Regions from separate parts of the Sus scrofa genome. Here all the other regions are linked to region 2. A link is a contact called in public Hi-C and HiChIP or PLAC-seq data. All regions are on one chromosome and are shown on one strand. The core of a region is the stretch at or near the end of the contact, and the rest is flanking DNA. Distances in the headings are between cores, read along the strand shown.

Evidence for each region. Hi-C and Micro-C count contacts between places; a contact is called where the count stands out from the background. HiChIP or PLAC-seq counts read pairs in DNA pulled down with a chosen protein or histone mark.
Region 1: a Hi-C map of liver shows a contact between it and region 2, with 7 times the contacts expected there. The contact joins the promoter of IRS2 here to the enhancer-like site in region 2. A contact is called at or near these places in 1 of 5 promoter capture datasets (liver), 22 of 47 Hi-C or Micro-C datasets (alveolar macrophages, brain, embryonic fibroblasts and 12 more) and 2 of 2 datasets of contacts at active chromatin or transcription factors (alveolar macrophages and skeletal muscle).
Region 3: a contact with region 2 is called in an H3K27ac HiChIP or PLAC-seq map of alveolar macrophages. The contact joins two enhancer-like sites. A contact is called at or near these places in 5 of 47 Hi-C or Micro-C datasets (epiblast stem cells, fetal liver, liver and 1 more) and 1 of 2 datasets of contacts at active chromatin or transcription factors (alveolar macrophages).

The regions. Positions count from the first base shown.
Region 1 is chr11:76,653,361-76,657,126 of Sscrofa11.1, forward strand. IRS2 (insulin receptor substrate 2) reads right to left here and starts at 1,279. Exons shown (of 3, transcript XM_021065907.1): 1 at 1-1,279. The coding sequence starts at 1,253. LOC110255859 (a long non-coding RNA gene) reads left to right here and starts at 2,051. Exons shown (of 2, transcript XR_002336770.1): 1 at 2,051-3,766.
Region 2 is chr11:76,830,814-76,834,186 of Sscrofa11.1, forward strand. No RefSeq gene overlaps it. Among named protein-coding and RNA genes, the nearest start is that of COL4A2, 160 kb to the right of the region's middle. Within about 2 kb of position 2,123, at least 24 of the 83 cell types and tissues checked have an H3K27ac peak or open chromatin away from gene starts, as enhancers often do. A contact at or near this core is called in alveolar macrophages, brain, liver and 2 more, where this site is marked.
Region 3 is chr11:76,675,602-76,679,145 of Sscrofa11.1, forward strand. No RefSeq gene overlaps it. Among named protein-coding and RNA genes, the nearest start is that of IRS2, 23 kb to the left of the region's middle. Within about 2 kb of position 1,295, at least 4 of the 83 cell types and tissues checked have an H3K27ac peak or open chromatin away from gene starts, as enhancers often do. A contact at or near this core is called in alveolar macrophages, where this site is marked.

The DNA.
Region 1 (3,766 bases), core at 29-2,528, 180 kb before region 2:
ACTTTGCTGGCGCGGCCGCCGCAGCCGCCGCTCAGGGTGTGCGAGCGGCTCAGGGGCGCGCGCACAGGCCCTGGGCTCAGGGGGCTCCCCGACACCGACACCGGCCTCCCGCCTGCCGCCCCGGCCCCCGCAGCCGCGCCGCCGTCGCCCTCGCTGGCCGTGCGAACCCGGCACGAGCTGCACTTGGCCGCCGGCGGGGTGGCGGCCAGGCTGTCCGTGCGCGAGCGGCGCACCAGGCCAGTCTGGCTGGGGGGCAGGTTGACCAGGTGGTGGTGGCGGCGCGCGCCGGGGACGCTGATGGGGTGCGTGGCTGACGAGCCGGACGACTGGCTCTTGCTGCGCGGCCGGAACTCGAAGAGCTCCTTGAGCGCCTTCATGGCCTCCAGGATGGTCTCGTGGATGTTCTGGGCCACCACCGAGTCGTCCGCCTGCATCCACAGCTCTCCCGGGCCCGTGACGGCCGAGCGGCCCACCTCGATGAAGAAGAAGCTGTCCGAGTGGCCGCAGCGGCGGATGTTCATGAGCTGCAGGGTCACCGACGGCTGCTCGCAGTTGAGCTTCACGAAGCCGATGGTGCGCGCCGACAGGCACAGGCGGTACACGCCCGTCAGGTTCTTGCTCTGGCCCAGGCCCTTGGGCTTCAGGTTCACCTGCCACACCTCGCGGTAGGCGGCCGTGGCGGGCGCCACCAGCCCGTAGCTGTCATCGGCCGCCGCGGCGCCGGCCGAGCCGCCCAGGGCGCCGGGCAGGGAGGCGCTGCAGGACGCGGCGGTGGCGGCGGCGGGGGGCGCGTCGCCGGCGCTCGCGCGGCCCTCGCTGACCAGGTCGGTGAGCGCGCGGTACCAGCCCTCCTGCTCCTGCTCGTTCTCGGCCGCTACGGCAAAGTACTCGTCCTTGGTGTAGAGGGCGATCAGGTACTTGTGCTTGGCGTCAGCGCGCTTGTTGATGTTCAGGCAGCAGTCGAGCGCGATGACCCGCTTCGGGGCGCCCGCCTTGCTCCGCCACTTCTTCTCGCTCTCGTAGTACTCGAGCCGCGGCGGCTGCGGCGCCGACCCCCCACCCGCTGTCGCCGTCGCCTCGTCGCCGCCCGCGCCGGGCCCGCGCAGCACGAAGAAGCGCTTGTGGCCGTGCTTCTGCTTGCGCAGGTAGCCGCACTTGCGCACGCTGTGGTTGTTGTTGTTGTTGTTGTTGTTGAGGTTGGGGCCGTCGCCGCCCGCCGGCCCGGGGGGCCCGTGCAGCGGCGGGCTCGCCATCGCCGGCGATTCAGGCCCCGCCGCCCGGCCGGGCTTGGAGGGGCTGGAGGGAGCGGAGGGGGCGCGGGCGGGAGCGGCTCCCTCCCCCCCCTGCTCGCCCGCCCGAGCCCGCGTCCCTCGGGCCCAGGAGGTGGAGAAGGTTCGGGGAGGCCCGCGGGGGCCGGCACCGCGCGGTGGCGCAGCGCCCTCCGCGCTCCGGGGCCCCAGAGGATGACCAACGCGGGCGGTGGCCGCCCCCTGGCCCGGCTGCCCGCGGCCGCTTCCTCCTGGGCTCTCGGGCGGCGCCTGGGGACTCGCTGGCTGGGCCGAGAGTCGGGGTCCCCGAGCCGTGGGGCCGAGCCTTAAGGCGCGCGCGGCCGCACCGGTCCCGCCGCTGCGCCGCGCTCCGCGGTGCCGGGGTGTGCCCGGGTACTCGGGGTCCGCGCCGCCGCCGGGGTTGGTGCTGCTGCTGCTGCCAACGGCGACCCGGGCTCGTCGCGGTCCCCGCCGCACAGTGAGTAACACATCGCGCACCGAGTGACTGAACTAAGAAGAGCAAAACAACATGTGACTCGGCGTTACGCAGGCACACACTGCGCGGCCGCCCCGCCCCGCCGCCCGCATTGGCGCCGCGCCCCCGGACGGACGGCGCGTGCGGCCAATGGGCGCCGGGCGCGGGGGGGGCGGGCCGCGCGCCCCCGCCCCGCCCCCCTTTCTCCCGGGGCCGCGTTTCCCGCCGTCCCCTCCCCCTCCCGCGGAGGCCGGGGCCCGGGGCGGGGTGGGGGCCGGCCCGAGCCTCATTAATCAGAGGCTCGTTGGGGATGCCGGCGGAGGAGATGCCACCCAGGGCGGGAAAAGGGGCGCGCGGGAGGGGCGGGGGCCGGCCGCCGCGCGGAGGGCCCTGCCCTCCCGCCTTTGACTCAATTAATTGGGCTCGAAGCTTCCGCCGGGGAGGGGACCGGGGGAGGGAACACTGTAGGGGGTGGGCGCCTGCGGAGATCAGGGGCCGAGACCGCGGACCTGGGCTTGGTGCAGGGGAGGCGGAGGTAGCACCCCACTCGGGCCCCGCATCGCCCCGCCGCCGCCCCATTTGCTGGGGGCCAAGAAGGGGCAGTGAACTTGGCTGCCCTCTCGGAACCACCTTCCCCCAACACACACTTCGGCCAGCAGATCCCGCGCCCAGGCTCGGGGTGGGGGCGCGCCTTGGCGGGTTTGCGCCTGGGTGGTTCCCGGGTGCCCGGCCCCGGCTTGTTTACGAGCATCACATTAGTCCGTCACCGGTGAGCTCTGGATCGGCAGCAGCTTCGGTGCCCCTTCCTGGAAGGAGAGTCGGGGTGCGGGAGGGGGCGCGGATGCGGCGCCCTCTACCCCAGGCCGCGCTGGCGGCGGCCGCTGGCGGGATCCCACCCGCTCAGGGGCGCCCTTCCCCCGCACCCGGTCGTGGGCTCTTTCCGGGGCGTCATCAGCGCCATTCACTTGTCAGGTTCTCGGGAAGTTGAAATCGGCTGTTGGGGATGTAATAGGAGAAAGAGAAGGAGGACGAGCGGGCGTGGAGAACTGCAGTTTCCATAGTGCCGGGAAGAGGGCGGGCTCCAGCGAGCACACAGCCCCGGGAGCCGGGTCCCCGCCGCGGGTGCCCTCCTCCCGCCCGACCCTCGGCACCGCGTGGGGGAGGCGCAGGAGCGGGCGGCTGCAGACCTGCGCGCGCTTAGCCCGCAGTCTGCGCCGCGTGGAATACGCCCTTGAAGAAGTGCTTCGAGTGTTTACATCTACGTGGCTTTTGTGACTTTCAAAGTCGATTACAAATGAGGACTCACCCGGTACAATCGCATCTCCCAAATAACAGTGAGGGCTACTGGTGAGAGGGGGAGTTCTTGGGTTCGGATCCAGGCAGGCTCCAGATCCTGCAGAAACTAAGAAGGCTAAACACAAAAGCCCTTACTTTTTTTTTTTTTTTTTAATTATGTGCCTTCATGAAATAGTTTGAAACAACAGTGTTGGTTAATTTTTATAAGTCCTGGAAGTTTGCCTTTAAATGTCCTCTATACTTTATAAAAGTCTTTATGTTAAATGGGATGAAGCCCTACATTAAAAAAAATGATTTAAGATTGTAATTTTTTGAAAGGATGATCTATATATTTAACATGGTTGTAAAAATGGGACTTAAAAATTCTACCAGTTAATTCTATGGGTCAGGAGATCCCTACTTACAGAAAGATCATAGCATTTTTGTTTGTTAGGTATACAAGTTATGATTATTGATGAGTAATATAAGCAGGAATAATCAATGACAAATACCATCATAGAACTATAGAGAGGTATATTTAAACTTGATCCTTCATTTTTAACCACGCTTTAAAAAATACTTTTAGGAGTGCTGCTTTAAGTGTGTGTGTATATCTCTGTGTGTGTTTCTGTGTGTGGGTGTGTATGATTGTGTGTGCGTTGAGGGCACCACCCTTATGATCATTGCACTTTGGTTTTGTATTCTTTTTAGATCTTGTTGCCCTTTGGATGGGAACAGCTGTTGCCTA
Region 2 (3,373 bases), core at 873-3,372:
CGGGCGCAAAAGGGCTGGGCTGGATGGCTGGCCACACGCTCAGAACCTAAAGGCCAGGGCTGCGCTGGGATCTGGGCTTCCAGAGGCGGGCAGCGCCCCGAGGGAGGAGGCAGAGTCGCCCCGCCCACATGCCTTCGGGGTCCTTCTCCTCCTGCAGGGCCGCCAGCCCCCCAAGTGTCTCTGAGAGTCTGGGGCTGAGCTGGACCCTAATCAGATGCCAGGCCTGGGCAGTGGAGGGCAGCTGGGGAGTTGCAGCTGCGCCAGCGGGGGCTGCCAGGGGCTCAGCAGTGTCCTCGGGACCCCAGGGCGCTGGGCAGTGTTATTGAACAAAAGCCTTGTTCAGGAAAGTCTCAACCACAATCCACAGTGACACACGATCTCTGGACCTGGCGGCCTGTCCCCCAGAAAGGGGTGCCCAGAGTCCAAACCTGCTTCCGGTGGGCGTGACCTTCTGTGGAAATAGGGTCTTTGCAGATGTCACCAGGTTCAGCTGAGGTCACCCTGGATTTGAGAGGACTCTGAGCCAGTGACTGGAAGCCTTATAAGGAGAGTCACGTGGACACAGACATGGGGAGAGGACCTCGTGAGGGACAGCGGCTGGAGCGATGCCACTGCCGGCGGAGGAGAGCCAAGGTCGCCCCCGCCCCCAGCGGCTGGAAGGGTCTGGACATCCGCCCATAGCTCCTTCCCGGGGCCCCCTGCCCTGTGCACCCCTGATCTCAGGCTCCTCCCTCCAGAACTCGCTTCAAGGCCCGGTTGGGAGCCGTGGGTTTCGGCGGCCACAGGAAACGGAGACAGGGGTAGAAACTGCACCTTCCTAACGAAGACAGAGAGAGGCCTAGAGGAGCCGTCGCTCTGCACAGGGCGGCCCCGCCAGCCGGACCCCAGGCCTCTCTCCCAGCGCTGGGCCGGGACCCTTCCAACTGCCGTAAGACAGCCCAGATCCACCAGGGCTTCACTCGCCTCTCCACCTCCAGGCTGGCGCCCGGCCTGCAGCCAGGGTCACTGGATCACAGGACGGGCAGCCCTCCGATAGGCTCCTGCGTCACCATGCCTTCTGCGCATGTTGCCAGCATGTGCAGGTTCAAGGCTGGTGCCAGGTGCTCTGATTGAGTTGTTGGCATCTCTGGCACCTGTGACTCTGTGGATGCCGGAGGGTCACCGAAGAGGGCACCCCAACCCCCGCGAACACAGGGACAAGGCTGGGGGTGGGGCAGCCGCCTCTAATCCCCAGCTGGCGGGTGGCCCAGGACAGGCAGCACCTGTCAGCGCCCTGCGTGGCTTTGACAGGCTGGAGCCCTTGGCCCGGGGATCGCCCAGGAAGCAGGACACTGCCCTGTCACTTAATCTGCCCGCAGTCATTCACGAGACTGCGCCAACCCTTAGCACTGACCCAAGGCCAAGGGCAGCCCAGAGTCACCACCCCACTGACCTTCAGAGCAGGAGTGCAAGCCACTAAGGGGGGTGGGCAGCCGCAGGGGGGATGGGCGGCCGCAGAATATGTGGGACCTGTGAGTTTGTGACGCTGAACCCGGACCGTAGGCTCGGAGGCTGGGGGTCGGGGCGGGGTCTGCGCAGCCGGGGCTCCTCCGCCGGCCCCTCGCTGTGTCCTCACGTGGGGAAGGGGCGGGGAGGGCTGCAAGAGCCACAAGAGTCGGAATCCGACCAGGGAGGAGGGGGAGGGGCCGCGACCCTCACCCACCCAGTCCTAACCTCCTCCCAGAGGCCCCGCCTCCAAACCCGGTCACCCAGGGTAAGGATTTCAACTCGGGAATTGCCAGAAGCCTTCAGGTTCTCACAGTGTGTGTGTGTGTGTGTGTACACGTGTGTGTCCTTGTGTGCATGTGTGTGACTGTGCGTGCATATATGTGTGTACGTGCATTTGTGTTTGTGTGCAGGTGTGGGTGTGTATGCCTTGTGTGGCTGTGCATGTGTACGTGTGTGTGTGAGCGCGTGGCCCGGCCGGCAGTGGGTGGAAGGACGCGGGCAGAGGCCTGGGCAGCCAGGCGGCAGTGGGTGACCTGGCCTCGCCTCCGCAGAGCCACCGCTGTCCTGGGAAAGGGCCCAGGTTTGGCGGGGACCGTGTCCTGCTGGGCGGAGTGTGCTGCCACCTGGTGGCCGTCCTGGGGAAGGACGGCCTCCTGGGGACTCGGCCGCAGATGCCCCAGGGTCAGGTGACTCTGGGCTCAGACAAGGAAGGACGCAGGGCCCAGCCCTGGAAGCCCCGTCTGTGCCGTTTCTCCGCAAACCAGCGGTCCTCAGCCCACCGCCGCGACTGAGGCCTTGCCAGGTCAGGGCGTCACAGGGCGAGGACCGAGGGGCATCTCCCCAGGTGCCCCCATGAGGCTTCCTGGAGACCAGGCCTCCTCCAGAAAGCTTGCGGGTGCTCAGAACCGAGCACGTTCTGTCAGTGAAACTTCCTGGCGTTGTTTTGTCTGACGCTGCCGTGTGGCCTCCTCACGCCCCACAGACTCGCCTTGGAAACTGCTGGAGCCTTTATGGGCTGAGGAGGCACACTGAGCAGCTTCCCCACCCGCTGGGTCCCCGCGGGGTCAGGGCTCGGCCTGAGAGACAAGCTCACCGACCTCCGGCGTCACTCATCCACTTTCTGTTTTGCTCCCATTCCCGGAAAACTGCATTGCATCCTTTTTTAAAATAGAATGAATTCTGAAAGCAGGCTCCTCCCTGCCTCCTCGGAGAGCGCTTCCAGCATCAGCGGATGGCTTGTTATTATCATCCTTCGTTTCAGAACAGTCTTTTCAGGCTGTGTTTTTCCTTGTGCGCTGCAGGACGGGGTCTAGGAAATCACGTGCCTACAAATGGGGGGCGGGTCCCAACCTGAAACAAGCCCATTGCTGAGGGAGTCTGACTCCCAGCGGGGGCTCGTGGCCTCCTGGAGCACCTCCCGGCTGCTCAGCTCCGTCCTGCTCACAGGCCAGCCCCCACCCTTCCTTCTTGCCTGGAAGTGACAGTGGACCCCAGCCCTGTCCACAGACGGACGAGGCCATGGGCCACCCGAGGAAGGCTGCCAGGCCCGCCCCCACCTTCTCTTTCCAAGCAGAGCCAGCTCCGATGCCACGGCTCCTGCCAGCCCCTCTCCCTAACTGCTGCCCTTTCAGCCAACGAGTGTCCCCAGCCCTTAGCACTGACCCTGGGGGCATGTCTTCCGATGTCATTCAGCTCACGAGGTAACAGACCCAGGGAAGGGAAGAGTCACGAGGCACTGGGACCCTTCAGACAGATGGGAAATGCGGCGAGAAAGGGGCCCTGGTCCACCCAAGGCCTTCTCAGGACAGCCTCAAAGAGAGAATCGACACACCCCAAAAAGGCAAGGAGGAAGCGGGGGCTTGGGAGGAGAGCAAATAAAACAGCC
Region 3 (3,544 bases), core at 45-2,544, 160 kb before region 2:
GAAATAGGAGGTATGCATGTCAAGACGCCTTGGCTGGCAACGGACCCACCCTAAGCTGAGATCACTGCGATGGAGTATTGAATCAAACTTCCCTCCTGCCTCAGAGATTCAGGTCAACAGGGCAGGAGTGCCCTCGCCACAAATGGGAAAACCACAGACCTGCAGAAGGTCCCTTCTGAGATCCTTTGCCCACTGCTCACCGCCAGCCAAGGTTGAGAAGAGAAGGTCAAGGAGCACGATCACCGAGCTCACCCTCCTTGAAGGGAGGGTGAGTCTCCTTTGGATCTTACGCATTTGTGGCCAAGTCAAGCGATGCAAAGCCCAGGAGAATCTTTGAGCAAAAAAGACCTACTTTCAAGAAGCGGAGACATCCTCTAAAACCTCACAGGACCTGCACTGTGGCAGGTGGGTGCCTCCCAAGGGTCTGACCCGTGCCCCTGGAACTGGTGGGTGTATCTGGACCAAGAGACTGTCCTTGACTCTTACCTGGAGAAGCGGGAAGGCTGGAGTAGCCCCCAGGTTCAGGGCCAAAAGACAGGACAGCAGAGGGAGATATGGGCTCTTCTTGAACTGAGGGAACAAGGCACAAGTGTGCCAAGGGTTCCCACGGGGCAGCAGGTCCCAGAAAAGTCACCGAGCTGGACGGAGCTCGGCTCAGAGATTTCTCCCAAGAACCGCAGGGCGAGAACTGTCCTCAGCAGAGGATGGGACCCCGACTCCAGAATGTAGCCACGCCCAGCGTCTGGCCGGGTGCAAACAAGGAATCAACAGTCAGACCATGCAGTTGTTGTTGAAGGGGGACTCTCTCCCTTCCCCTCTGCAGAAGGCAGCCCATCCAGGGAAAGCCCACCACCGAGAAAGAAAGGGCAAATGCCTTCTCCCCTCTCAGGCTGCTTCCCGAATTTCAGGGAATCCTGAGCTGCAAAGAAGAGCTCCTTGACCAGGAAGTGAGAGTGAGGGTTTGATTTGGATCAGAGCAGAATGTTGAATGTCTGAGAAAGCGAGTGTAAATGACTGGGGGTGAGAAAAGGCACAGGACCTGCTTGAGTATCTCTAGGAGGCAGAAACGTGAAAAGAGGTAGAGGTGTCTGAAGGCAGTGGTGCCCACTGGCTGCACAGAGCTAATTAGAAAAGAATTAGTGACCAACGGCACTAAATCCGGTCTGAATGCACATTTGGACCTGGAGCTTAACGCTGAAATGGTGTAACGTGATTTGCACACACACCCCCTCTCCTCCCACTTCTCAACGTGTTTCTGTTTCACTTCCCTGTTGGCTCTGTTGTCTCTAGCTACAAACAGACTCTCTATGTGGTGGGAAGAGTGGCCACGTCTTTACAGCTATTGGTCCAAAGGCAGAAAGGGTAGCTGGTTGGCACAGAAGGACTCGAACTGGTCCTGCTGGGTGTCGTTTCCACCCCTTGAACCCATCGCTGCACAGGGTGAATGGGACACTGGGATTGCCAGACTGAGCCAGGCGCCCGTCTTGTGGCTGGGGACGTGGGTCCTGAGGGAACCATCTAGCCGGAGTCACATGGATGGGGGAGCGAACACTCTCAGTGGAAAGGAAATCACGCACTGGAGAGTTACGGAAGCACAGAGGCCCCCCAGCAGCCATCAAGCGAGAGCAGAGCACACGAGGCTCTGGCGTCACCTTCAGAAATGATGGTAGGACTTTCACATGTTAGCATCCACTTTACTGCCATCTTAGGTGGAGCAGAAATGGGGTCCTGTCTCCTCTCCAGTCTCTGCTCCTTGGTGTCTGTAGTTTTGAGATGCTCAGTGGAAGGACAGAGGTACTGAAGTTATGCAAACATGTTCAAAATAGGCGCATTGCTGAGAAGAACAGTGGATGGAAGGCAAATGACAGACACAGTGAGCTGTGCTGGAAATTCCATCCCACTCTGTCCCAAGCAGCTTCCTGAACACAAAATCACACATTCACATGGCCCAAACAGCAGCTTTTCCCACATACAACTGATACTATCTTTCAATGTGTGACAACCAGGGGGATACAAGGGACTGCATTGTCCATAAATTGTCACCAGCATCTAGTAAATGTTTTAATGCAAATTGCTACAAGGAATTTCATTTCCCCCACACTCATCCTCCTCCAAGGGTCGCCAGGTGACTGCACCTGCTTATCTTACTAAAAGACACAAAGATAGTTGTACTGTTTTTTTTTTAATGATGTATTTTAGTGGGAAAAGCGACTAGGTTAGAGTAGACCACGTAGGTAACATGCTTCCTTCTCATTCTAAGGTTGTTTGATTCTTAAATGTGTTCCATAAAGCAAACTGTGCTAAATAACCACTAATGGACACCTTAACAGACACGTTAGAGGAACTGAATTTCAAAGTTGTTTCCAGCAGGATGGACTTTTTTTTCTTTTTATGGCCACACCTGCAGCATATGGAATTTCCCAGGCTCGGGGTTGAATCAGAGCTGCAGCCACAGGCTTATGCCACAGCCACAGCAACACCAGATTCCAGCTGCATCTGCAACCTACATCTAAGCTTTGCAGCAATGCAGGATCCTTAGCAAGGCCAGGGATCGAACCCCCATCCTCACGGACACTATGTTGGGTTTTTAACCCACTGAGCCACAATGGGAACTGCATGATGGACGGTTGAGTCAAGTAAGTTATAGATACAGTAGCAACACTAGACCAACGGACCACCCGAATTCTGCTTCTCCTTTTACAATTTAATAACTATTTAATTATGGCCATCACACCCTAAAAATTTCCCACCTAAACACATATGGTGTCTGGCTGGATGCTTGCTGAGGCTCCTTGCTGCTCTAAAAAATTACATTCTTCTACCATGTTTAAACCCAGAGCCCTAATTTTGTAAGCAATACAACTTTGGGGCTGTATTAGTTCAACTCCTCAATTTATTGGGCAGCAATTGGAAAATGGAGACCAGCTTTAGTGGGAGCCAGAATGCAGTGCTTCTACACTTGTGCATCATGTCTCAGCTCTCCCCCAAGCTTCTCCCTGGATACAGATTTGAATTCCAAGGTCAACTTATTAACATCCCTCCCTTGCAAGTACCCCCAGCTGCCGTGCCCCCCACCAGCTGTCACACATCCTCTTGTCCCTAATGCAACTCTCCCCCACTGGGGGCTGCTGCACCAGGCAGCTGAGGGCAGCAAGAGAAGACACACCCCAAGGACCCATCTTCTGGGAAATTCACAAACACAGGCTGCCAATGGGCGCAGGGCGGCAGACCCAGCCCCTCCTCCCCCAGAGTCATGCTCAGCTGATGTGTGTTTCCCAGGGCTGTTGTGACAAAACACTACACACTGGGGGAATTAAGACAACCGAAATTTACTCTCTCACAGTTCAAAGGATGATGGACTAGAACCAAGGGGTTGGCACGGCCATGCTCCTTCTGAAGGCTCCAGAGAACCATCCTTCGTGGCTTCTTCCCAGCTGTTGGGGGGTGGGAGTGGAGGCGGGGCATCCATCCTAGATAAAGATGTGGCAGTCCAGTCTCTGCCTCCATCTTCCCCTGGCCTTTTCCCTGGGGGGGTGTCTCTTCT